Linked DNA regions of Bombyx mori: region 2 is linked to region 1. A link is a contact called in public Hi-C data. All regions are on one chromosome and are shown on one strand. Each heading gives the region's core, a stretch centred on a gene start, on an enhancer-like site or on the middle of the called end of the contact. The rest is flanking DNA. Distances are from core to core; before and after follow the strand shown. Region 1 overlaps LOC101742414 (rap1 GTPase-activating protein 1). Region 2 overlaps LOC101742414 (rap1 GTPase-activating protein 1).

Evidence for each region. Hi-C and Micro-C count contacts between places; a contact is called where the count stands out from the background.
Region 2: a Hi-C map of midgut shows a contact between it and region 1, with 2.6 times the contacts expected there. The contact joins two enhancer-like sites. A contact is called at or near these places in 2 of 7 Hi-C or Micro-C datasets (midgut and whole pupa).

What each region holds. Positions count from the first base shown.
Region 1 is chr3:6,620,065-6,625,681 of ASM3026992v2, reverse strand. LOC101742414 (rap1 GTPase-activating protein 1) reads right to left here. Exons shown (of 15, transcript XM_062675431.1): 3 at 1,892-2,033. Among protein-coding and RNA genes, the nearest start is that of Mir3237, 43 kb to the left of the region's middle. Within about 2 kb of position 2,056, at least 8 of the 8 cell types and tissues checked have open chromatin away from gene starts, as enhancers often do.
Region 2 is chr3:6,784,115-6,789,731 of ASM3026992v2, reverse strand. It overlaps LOC101742414 (rap1 GTPase-activating protein 1), which reads right to left. Exons shown (of 15, transcript XM_062675431.1): 15 at 3,621-5,344. The coding sequence ends at 5,189. Among protein-coding and RNA genes, the nearest start is that of LOC110386177, 81 kb to the left of the region's middle. Within about 2 kb of position 3,146, at least 5 of the 8 cell types and tissues checked have open chromatin away from gene starts, as enhancers often do.

The DNA.
Region 1 (5,617 bases), core at 807-3,306:
GTAATAATATATGGATACAATTTTAAATTCAATTTATGGTTCATATTGAATCAACGAGGTACGAGCACGTATTTGCTCAGTATTTTCTTTTTGGTTGAATCCTCTGTTTCTTATAATATCCGCAATAGTTTATTTAATTGTAGCGGGACCGGACATCGGTAGAGATCTTCCTCAAATCATATTAGAGGCTACTTTTAGGGAAAGCCTGAATTGAGTGCCAGTGAATGAAAAAACATCGTGGTATGTTATGCGAAGAGAATATGGTATAGGTAGATAAAAATACCCTGGGTATGAAAATAGACGGTGATGTGAGAAGGGGGCGTACTTGACTGGGATGGACTGAGTGAAAGAGGCTTTGATAGACATGAAATAACTTATGACAGGCCTGAAAAGAACAAAGGGACTTTTTTTTATTGCTTAGATGGGTGGACGAGCTCACAGCCCGCCTGGTGTTAAGTGGCTACTGGAGCCCATAGACATCTACAACGTAAATGCGCCACCCACCTTGAGATATAAGTTCTACGATCTCAGTATAGTTACAACGGCTGCCCTACCCTTCAGACCGAAACGCATTACTGCTTCACGGCAGAAATAGGCAGGGCGGTGGTACCTACCCGCGCGGACTCACAAGAGGTCCTACCACCAGTGGACATGCTGTGCCGATCCCATATAATGTGGCATAAGGGCTAAAAGAACAAGATTAGAGGCCACTTTTATCTCGATTCTGTACGATGACCTATTCAGCAAATGGTCCACTACAAATTTAACGCATGTCTTGAAGCTAGGCTCATATAGAATATAATATCAATAAGTAATATTTAAGTAAATTGAAGATATGTCTTCAGAAACATCAGTATTCAAAACATAAGCTATGTCGGCCTGATTAAAGCATTCATACAAGGATGTGTCTTTTACAAAAATACAAAGAAAACCCACAGCAACTCTCTCAGCGTCTTCACGGCCGTGGTTCTTGAGTGATACGCTCTGCTTGCCACCCCTGTCTCCGGCATCCGGTCCTTACACTAGCCATCGCGTTTCCGGCGATTATTTCGAGTTAACGAACTTGTTGACTGTTGACCCTTGAAATTGTGGTTCTTCCCTTTCTGATCGCAGGCCGTGTTTTAAGCCCGCACGGATATGCACCACCATCCTGTCTATCTACCATCTCTTTCGGTTGGAATGGTGGGATAGCGGTTATATAATACAAATGAGACTTCAGCTCAGGCGAGTGATGGAATTCACGTTGTGGAAGCCCACAGAGTCATAACGCAAAATACATATATTTTTTATGGTTTTATTTGAGAAACTTAATTCAAATTGTTCAAATGATTGTAAATATAGAGATTGTTATTATGTTATTAATATGACATTTGGACCAATAGGAGCCTTTTAATTTTTTTTACGCAAATTAAAAAAAATGGTTTAAAAATTTAATATCAGAAATCAAGCGAATACACTTCCAAACAAAATACTGTGGGTATTCGTGGGAACTTGCTAGGTCTAGTGTTGGTAAATTCTTTAAGGTTGAGCCTATGAGCTCACCTACCCGGCGGGAAATTGGTACACTAATCCACAAATATAAAAACTTTATATTTACACGCTGTATTATATTCCAGAAAAAAAATATCTTATAATCGTAATCCACAATTCTACAGAATACAACATAATATTAATGTATATCTTTAAAAAAAATTTTCATCGTTTTCATAAACAGTTTTAGGTTAACTACAAGAGAGCCATCTAGTAAATTATTGAACAATTTAAAACTATATTTTACAGTGCCATCTAGCGACCTTTAATAAACTACAGTCGTATAAAATTGCTCACAGATGGCAGGCTTAGAAACTACTAAACTTCATCGGAAGTTTAAAACAAACATAGCTGTTCTTACCTGAGAAAAATATGGTGGAAGTACTGCCCTTTGATCGTCTAATCGCGAACACTGTACTCGTTCAAGTAGCTCAAATAACTCGTGTTGAGCACGAGTACCCGCCGCTGTTGAAGAGCTCCATGGCGCCGACACGTGCTGCCGCCTGTTGACAGAATTACAAACTATCTTGAATCCATTTTTAGTACGTTAATGCAACGCTAGATGTCATTATAAACTATTTTTCATTTTTGATTGTTATTATGAAATTATTATTTAGATACCTAAGTAATATTCCCTTATGAAATGTGTTTTTTTAAATATTTAAATCGTTTCCATTATTTAAGTTTGCAACATTCAACATCATTATTATCAGCCAATATACTGGTATTTGAATGTATAAAAACTACGTAAGTTTTCTATGAAAAAATAAAGAACAAATTAAATTAGAATATAATTTAGCCATAGCAAATGCCAATTTATGGTGCAAAATGGCCCACTGAGTTTCTCACCGGATTTTCTCAGTGGGTCGCGTCTCCGATCCGGAGGTAGATTCTGCGAAGCACTGCTCTTGCTAGGGTCAGTGTTAGCATCACTCCAGTTTGAGCCCCGTGAGCTCACCTACTAGTTAAGGTTACGTTGAAATAGCCTCTCAAGGCTATCAGCTGAGGTAGGAAAAAAAATATGCAAAATGAGACGAAATCAAAAATATTTTAATTATAATAATAAGTTTCCACGATGACACTCGGAAAGATGTTTTTAAATTTCAAGATTCAATTACTAGAAGATCGTTTTTTTTTTCCTACCTAAGCTGAGAGCCTTGAGAGGCTATTTCAGCGTAACCCTAACGTTTGTAGGTGAGCTCACGGGGCTCAAACCTGATGACGTTGCTAACACGAACCCTAGCAAGAGCCGTGCTTCGCAGAATCTACCACCGGATCGGAAACGCGACCCACTGAGAAGATCCGGCGAGAAACTCAGTGGGCTGTGTCTGGGAGTTAATTTACTCGTCGAGCCCTTCGTCGCAAGCGACGGGTTCGACGAGAACGGTGACCGGTGCTTGAAGTACCTAGAAGCACCGTTAGTGGATCGGGAGGATCCGAGATGACGTGTTTTGGGCGACGTCGACTGATTCCATTCTGTTCGCAGGATCGGGAATGTGAAGATCGTAACATCTAGGTATAGGACATAACTTAGTGGTCTTGTAAGCGGCCTCTACAGAGGCAAATGATCAATATTTTTTATCATCATTATAAGTTTATTCAAACACGTTTTATTCTTATTTATGAACCCCGAATAAATAGCCCGACGCCAAATCCAATGCGTTGAAGATTCCAACAATACAGTTCGTTAGGACTTGGCGAATAAAATACACAAATATTGGTCTGAAACTTGAACATTGTTTTATTTTGTTTTCTTCTCTTTAAGCTTTATTTAGGTTCGTTTACATTTTATAAAGTATATTTAGTGGAGATGTGTTTGAATTTTCTATTCATTTGTACTTAATGGGTGATGCATTTTTTTTATTTATATTACCCGTGATATAGACGTAATAATATTATTAAAACGCGTTGCTAATTGAAAAACTGTGATGAAAACTAAACGAAAGTAAAACATACATATATTTACATCAATATACAGCGACCATGTCAACGGTATTTTAAAATAATATTGTTCACTTAACCCTTTCGATGCATACTTCATAAGTATAACAAACACTCAAAATTTTCAATGCGGTGTCATAAATAATAATGACAGCAAAAAAATTCAAGAGAACCGTTTCGAAGAATTATACGGTAATAATATTGCATAAACAAAACGCCATGCGACAGACAGCTCCATCTGTCGGTCGATAACAAAACTTTGTTATAATTACGCGCGTCCCCGCGATTTATGTGTCAATTAACTGACCATTCATCGGGTCCCTTTGCTCTTGTACCGTTGTACTTATGCCCTACGGTCAAGATAATGAGTTTCCGAATGAAATCTCCCCAGCTTTATACAGAACCAGTGCCGGTTCAATCAACGATTGTTTGTGTTTCGACTTAGCCTTATTTAGTTCGAAGGGTGTTTTGTAAAAGCAATAAATTTGATTGGCAGATGTTCTTGTCTTCCGTACGTTTATCTTTTAACTAGCAGCCCGCTCCGGCTTCGCTCGGGTGTTAACAAACATTTCATAATAAATAATTATAATACACACACATCAACCCTTGTACTTGCGTCAAGTTACTAAAAGAAATATTCTAAATATATTATTATTTTAATGAACTTTTATTTTCATTTAAATTATATTGTTTCCTATTTTTTATTATTTTTCTAATTTTCGTAAAAAGGTTATACATACAAAACAAAAGCCATTGAGTTTGTTGAGTCAGAGCTTCCCGGTAAGTGATATTTGACATTGTTTCATTTTTTTAAATAAAATAACACTTATTGTGACATAACTAGGGTAGTTAGACATAATTATGCTGTCGCGACACTTTTTGTAAGTAATAATGTGTTCTACAAAGTCATAGTACATTATTTTATTCTATCATCAATAGTTTTCGCTCACGCGATTTAAATAATATTTTAGGTACTTTTTTTACACCTTGGGTTACATTATTGGATTTTTAGTAAGGATCCCTAATTTAAAAAATAAAAGAATATAGCCTATGTCACTCGGGGATAGTGTAGCTTCCAAATAGGGAAAGAATTTTTCAAATCGGTTCAGTAGTTTCGGAGCCTATTCAATACAAACAAACAAACAAATCTTTCCTCTTTATAAATTAGTATAGATATAATATTAGTATAGATATAATATTAGTATAGATAATATTAGTATAGACTTGTGTGTGTTACAGTGTTATTATATAGCTACTTTAGGTGCTCGTATATAAATCAGTATTGGTAAAAATTTAGATTTTCTATTATTTCAATCTCAAAATTTTAAACAAATATGTTAATTCTGTTAACAAAGAACAAGTCGTTTCTGTCAGTTTCAGATTAAAAATAAACTTTTCCTTTGACCTTCATCAACACATGCAATAAATGAATAAAGAGTTTGCATTTAAAAAACATTTTATGCCTGTGAATAATATTAACATTTTTTATTCCAGCCAGTTCGAGTGGAAACTTGTTTGTAAATATTGTATAAATCACTGAATGGTTCTGTTTGGATGTCGGTGTCCTCACGTGCCTTTTAAAAAATGTTAATTTCACTTCGAGACCCCTTTGTGTTAAATAAAATAAAAACACTAAAAGAAGAAGTTCAATATAATTTATTTATGAACAATTAATATACAGTATTGAATTTTCTGGCATTTAGATATATCATTTAAAATTTATATTTTAATAAACATCTTTAAATATTCACTTTAAAATAAAAAGATAGAATCTGTGTTTTCGAAAGACATTTAAAATTTTACACTTTATCTCTATAATAATAAATCAAATACATAATAGAAAAACAAATATATTTATGTCGTTATATGATATTCATAAATATTAATGAATATTTTATTGAACGCCATCGAGAACGTAGCTAGATAAAAATAATAGTTTAGAACCGTGGCATAAAATATTTAACATGTTGTGAGGTTCAAACTATTTCCATGCATACTTTCGTCAAAATCGATTCAGTGGTTGACATGAAAACGGAACAGACAGAAAGACAGACAGAGTTACTTTCGTATTTAAAGGACATGGGCCATTTTCGGTCCAGCTACTCGTGCTCGCAAGGACATTAATGAAATATCTATAGAAAATTCC
Region 2 (5,617 bases), core at 1,897-4,396, 160 kb before region 1:
TAATAGTTATTAGCGAGACGAGAGAGATATTTGTTTTTACTGATGGAGTTTAAAGTTGTAGTTTAAATATTATCATTTTATTTCTATAGCCTAGCATAAATAGTTAATTATAAGAATTAAATAATAAGATGTTGTATTTTCCAAAGTTTCTCCTGAAAAATTACATAATTTGCATAAGTGACGTTATTGCACCGTATGATGGCGATATAGTAACAGAAATAAATCACAGTGTAGCTTAAACATGAACTTACGCTATTCTAAGCGACTTGTCTATATGTGTTCTGTTTCTTGAAGCTGAAATGACTCCTGACAAGACTAGAAAACGGGACAAACATCAAAATTCCCGTCGAGTGTCTCCGCGAAGAAAAGCCACGATTTCTAAAGAAACTTTTGAAATAAACTCGTAATTTTATCTAACTTTTCACGAAACCAGCGACCGGAAATAGCTGGAATCACGTACTTATTCGGTACGAAAGCAGATTTGTTTTCAGTTACGTTTTAAGAACATTTACTCTTTGCACACGGCACTACATTTAAGTGCAATACTTTGACTAGATAGACTAAATTGAAATAGAATACTTTTGACTATACGAAATTGAAAAAGATTTGGCTAGAAACGAAATATTTATTTCATTAACTATGTATAGCAGATAAAAAAAAACGATTGGATTAATAGAAAAGATTATATCCGTGTTTTTTTTCTTTTCTTTTTTTTCTAGTTTTCTTGTTCAAAATGATAAATTTTTCTAAAACTTTTTTTCTTCAAACTTCTTCTAAATATTGTTGAAAGCAAATTTAAATGTTTACTTTAAGCAACATAATATTTTAAAATTCCATATTAATAACGAAAATATTGTGGGTGCGAATTTCAAAACCCGGAGTGAATACGTTCCAAAATTATTACTAAAATTCAAATAGCAAATTAATACAAGGTGTTATAATATGTATATGTATCAAATAGCCTATGAGAATATAGATTCGAACAAAGTAGCGTAAAGTTTAGATTTATAGTCAGCGATATCTCGTATCTTTGTAAGGTTTTACTATCAAGAATTATGAGCTGTCTCATTGCTGCTGGAGGAAAACTTTACGATACTAACCCTATGGACAGTTAGTATAAAAGTGCATATTTTATAGAGTTTGACATGAACATTAAAAAGTTATTGTTTGTTCGGTACCTTTTTGCACAGAAGTTTAACAATAGATATTTTAAGATTACCAGGAAGCATTCCCTTCAATATAAAGATTTGTTATAGTATTTTCTTCGGTTTTCGCGAGACGTAGATAGTGTTATAACGACCCGCCCTCGCTACGCTTCGGAAACATTAAATTTTATTATTGATAGCTGAGTCCCGCGATATTACCCGCGGCTATTGTCGTACCGCGGTTGAAGCCGCGGGACGAAGCTAGTCTAAAAAAATAGCCTAAGTTACTCAAAATCGGTCCAATCGTTCCAGAGATTAGCCGGAACAAACAGACAGACAGATAAAAAATTTAAAAAATGTTATATTGGTGTATGTACCGTATATATTTAGTCTGGCCATAAATGCTGTTACAATTAAAAATAAACAAAATATTACATTTGAATTTGGAATCTGTCATTTTTACATGATTGCTCATTGAGTTTTCTCATTTTGGCGCCAATACATTCATTGTACAATATTTTGCGATATTAAAATGGAGTGGGGTGATAAAGAGAACCCAATCGCTGTGATTGCATTACACAAAGTAGGTATGGAGCCAAATGCAATTTTTAAAACTCTCCATACGCTTGGTATTAGTAAAATGTTTGTGTACCGGGCTATTAATAGGTGCAATGAGACCTCTTCTGTTTGTGACAGAAAAAGATTTGGCCGTCCACGTAGTGTTCGTACGAAAAAGGTGGTCAAAGCAGTAAGGGAAAGAATTCGAAGAAATCCTGTCTGAAAGTAAAAGATTTTATCTCGGGAGATGAAGATAGCACCTAGAACCATGTCGCGTATTTTAAAAGATGACTTAGGACTTGCACCCTATAAGAGACGTACTGGTCATTTCTTAACTGATAATTTAAAAGAGAATAGGGTGGTAAAATCGAAACAACTACTGAAGCGGTACGCAACGTGGGCACTATCCGACTTCAGTGATAGTTTGGTGGGGTATTAGCTATGAAGGAGTGACTGAGCCAAACTTTTGTGAAAAAGGTATCAAAACATCGGCACAAGTGTATCAAGATACCATTATTGAGAAGGTAGTGAAGCCCCTTAACAACACCATGTTCAATAATCAAGAATGGTCCTTCCAGCAAGACTCGGCGCCAGGTCATAAAGCTCGGTCTACGTAGTCTTGGTTGGAAACGAACGTTTCGGACTTCAGACCTGAAGACTGGTCGTCGTCTTGTCCCGATCTTAATCCGCTGGATTATGATTTATGGTTAGTTTTAGAGAGTACGGCTTGCTCTAAACGCCATGATAATTTGGAGTCCCTAAAATAATCCGTACGATTGACAGTGAAAAATGTTCCCATGGAAAGAGTGCGTGTTTCTATTGTTAACGGATTTTTTTATGCTTTTTTTTATTGCTTAGATGATTTGCCACGTCGCTTTTATATTAATTTTTGAATCCTTTATAAACTGAATATTTTGTGCTTTTCGAAGCAATGTTATTTTTTTCAATCTTACAAAACAAAGTTTTCGACATTGTTTTATATTTAAAATTAGGATGTATTCTGTAACGCCATTGTATTTCCCATTTTCTGTTATAGCATCTTCGGGTTTTCTTATTTTTGTTTTTCAACTGGGAATTGTAATTGTGAAAAGCGACACCTATAAAAAATTAAAATAACTATTAGGGTTTGTCCTAGAAATTTACCCAGTTAATACTGAGCTGCACAGATGGAGCTATTTCTCAAAATTTCATGTTAACGTATTATGAAATGTTTTGTTCATTACAATATTAGGGCTCTATAGCGGAGTCGCGAATGATACTAATCCTCAAATACTAATCCTCCGAATCACAATGGACATTTTTTAGTCTAGATTGGTATCTCTAAATACAACAATCATGATGCATTTTTATCACGACGTGATCAAAGATTCAGTTTCTAACCATTATCTCGAAAGAGGAAATTGCACTTACGCGCTTACGCGCTACTACTAAAAGAAACCTTTCACAGTCACAGTCACTTCCATTAACCATTTAACGGCCGTCTGGTGTAGTGGTAAGTGACATGGTCACTACACAAGGGGGTCGCGGCTTCGAATCCCGCCAAGGGAAGATATTTGTATGATAAATTTAATATAAATGTCTTTTCCAGGGTTATGGATGTATATTAAATATATGTATGTGTATAATAAAAATCTTACATTTATATCCGTTATCTGGTACCTGTAACACAAGTTCTACAAGAACTTATCACAGGACCAGTTAACGTGGCATGATTGTTAGTAAAAAAAATTATTTATAAAAATAAAATAAATAAAAAAAGAATTATTTCTAATTATTATTATAAAATAATTACACTAAGCTGTAGAGAGAGCCATCTCTTGGCACATATCAACACTACTAAACAGCACAGTAGCACCATCTAGCAATATACAGACGAAAGGCACTTGTTAAAGGCACTGGACGTTAAATAAAACAACATTTATTTAGGATGTAACTATTCATATATTTCAATAGTATCTCTTAAAAACTACTTTTCTAACGCTCCGCGCTCAATATTTGGTTTAGGTCTAAATGAAGACGAATCAACAGTTAGTTACAATCAACTATTAAATCAACATTCGAACAAAATATCTAAAAGAATACATTTATTTACGAGGCTAAATGTAAACTTAGAAATTGTGTTAGCATACGTCCATCAATCAAACCTTGAATACTGGTTCTAGAAAAAAAAAACCTACACTATTTTAGTGGGGAATGTTAGCTTTGGTATAAAATATTAATTATAAACAACAAAACGTAATCAAACGAACACTCAAAACGAACTTAAATCGAAGCATAAATTATGAAAAAAAAAAATACTGCTTTTCTTATTGAAATCAATAGTCCAGTCGCCATATATGTACATTAACCGGTATACTTAAATTATGCTAAATTACCCAAAGAACAGAAGATTGCACAATACCAAAAGAATAATTGCAAATGCGTACTTCTACGTACAAATATGTACTGGGAAATCATGTAAATAAGTCAAACTATGTCAAAACTAAGAGTCATTGAAATTTCTAAAACACCACATATGACGTCATAAAGTTTTCACTTAATAATTCAGTACTAATAAATTTCTTCTAACATCTAACGCTCGCAATTTATAATAATGAACTATGAATGAACGAACTACGCTTCTTCTAAATTAGTATTTGTAGATATGAGCGTGATATACATTTTAGGAAAACTGAAGTGTGTAGTGGAACAGTAATAGCGTTTGAAATATTGGTAAAAATCAAGATTCTATATGGATCTTAACTAATAAATATAACCTGTCTTCATTCCCGCAGTCGAGAATAAAAGTTGAAGAACACAAGCGGTCTTTTCAAAATACATAAAATATTACAGTGAATAAAAACGTATTTGATAATAGTGTGAGTGCAAAATATAATATTTGTATAAGTTGTTGGGTTTTTAATTTTAAACGGCATGAATTTGAAGTAAGCTTAATTATCACAACGTTTACAAAAAGCATTTGTCTTAGATTATAGACATAGTAACAATCTTGTTTCGTATAACAACATATAAAAGATTCGAATCACATTCTCTCTACATATGCTACAGATTATTTTTATAATATACTTTTCTTGTACTCGGAAACGAGCTACAATATAATATAATTGTATTCGAAGCATAGTTTTACGCAAAGACAATCATAGAATACAATTTTAAAATTCGGAAATATTACGACATCTATTGATGAAACATTGAACTAAGTATATAAAGATTGCCAGAAATCAAGTCGATATATTTTTCTATAACATGAATCACACAACACAGAAGAGAGAACAACATGTATCTATAAATATTATTAAGTTTTGACACCGATATATTTATCTATTACGATGATCGACTTTCAAAAAATTCTACGACAATAATAATATAGGTATCAGTTTAAACTAATCATTTCTCACAATCAGATCTAATAAATAATCACGTCACCTTTTGAGTTGGGTTGATTTTGTTAATTTGAGCCTTGCGGCTTCGGCTCAAAGTTCGTATTAGGCCGTGGAATCGTGTGGCGAAGGGTTCGGGATGGTTGTGCTTAGTGACTGTTGTTGCTCTCTGAGCCTTCGGACTTCCCTCGCCGCGGCGGCCAACTCGGCTTGCAGAGATATTTCTCTTTCGCGTAAGTTCTTGATTTCATTCTGCCAGGTCTGTTAAAAAAATAATATGTTTGAAGAACCGTTAAGAATCGCACTACCTTGCACAATAATATGGCTCCTACGATATAAGTGTACAAGTTGCTACTTTTTTTTTTATATAAATGATACTAGAGATTTTGATGTACGATTAGTGATTATATTATCTATTTTAATTATACTTTTTTTGCTTTTTTATTGCTTAGATGGAGGGGTGGACGAGCTCACAGCCCACCTGATGTTAAGTGGTTACTGGAGCCCATAGACATCTACAACGTAAATGCGCCA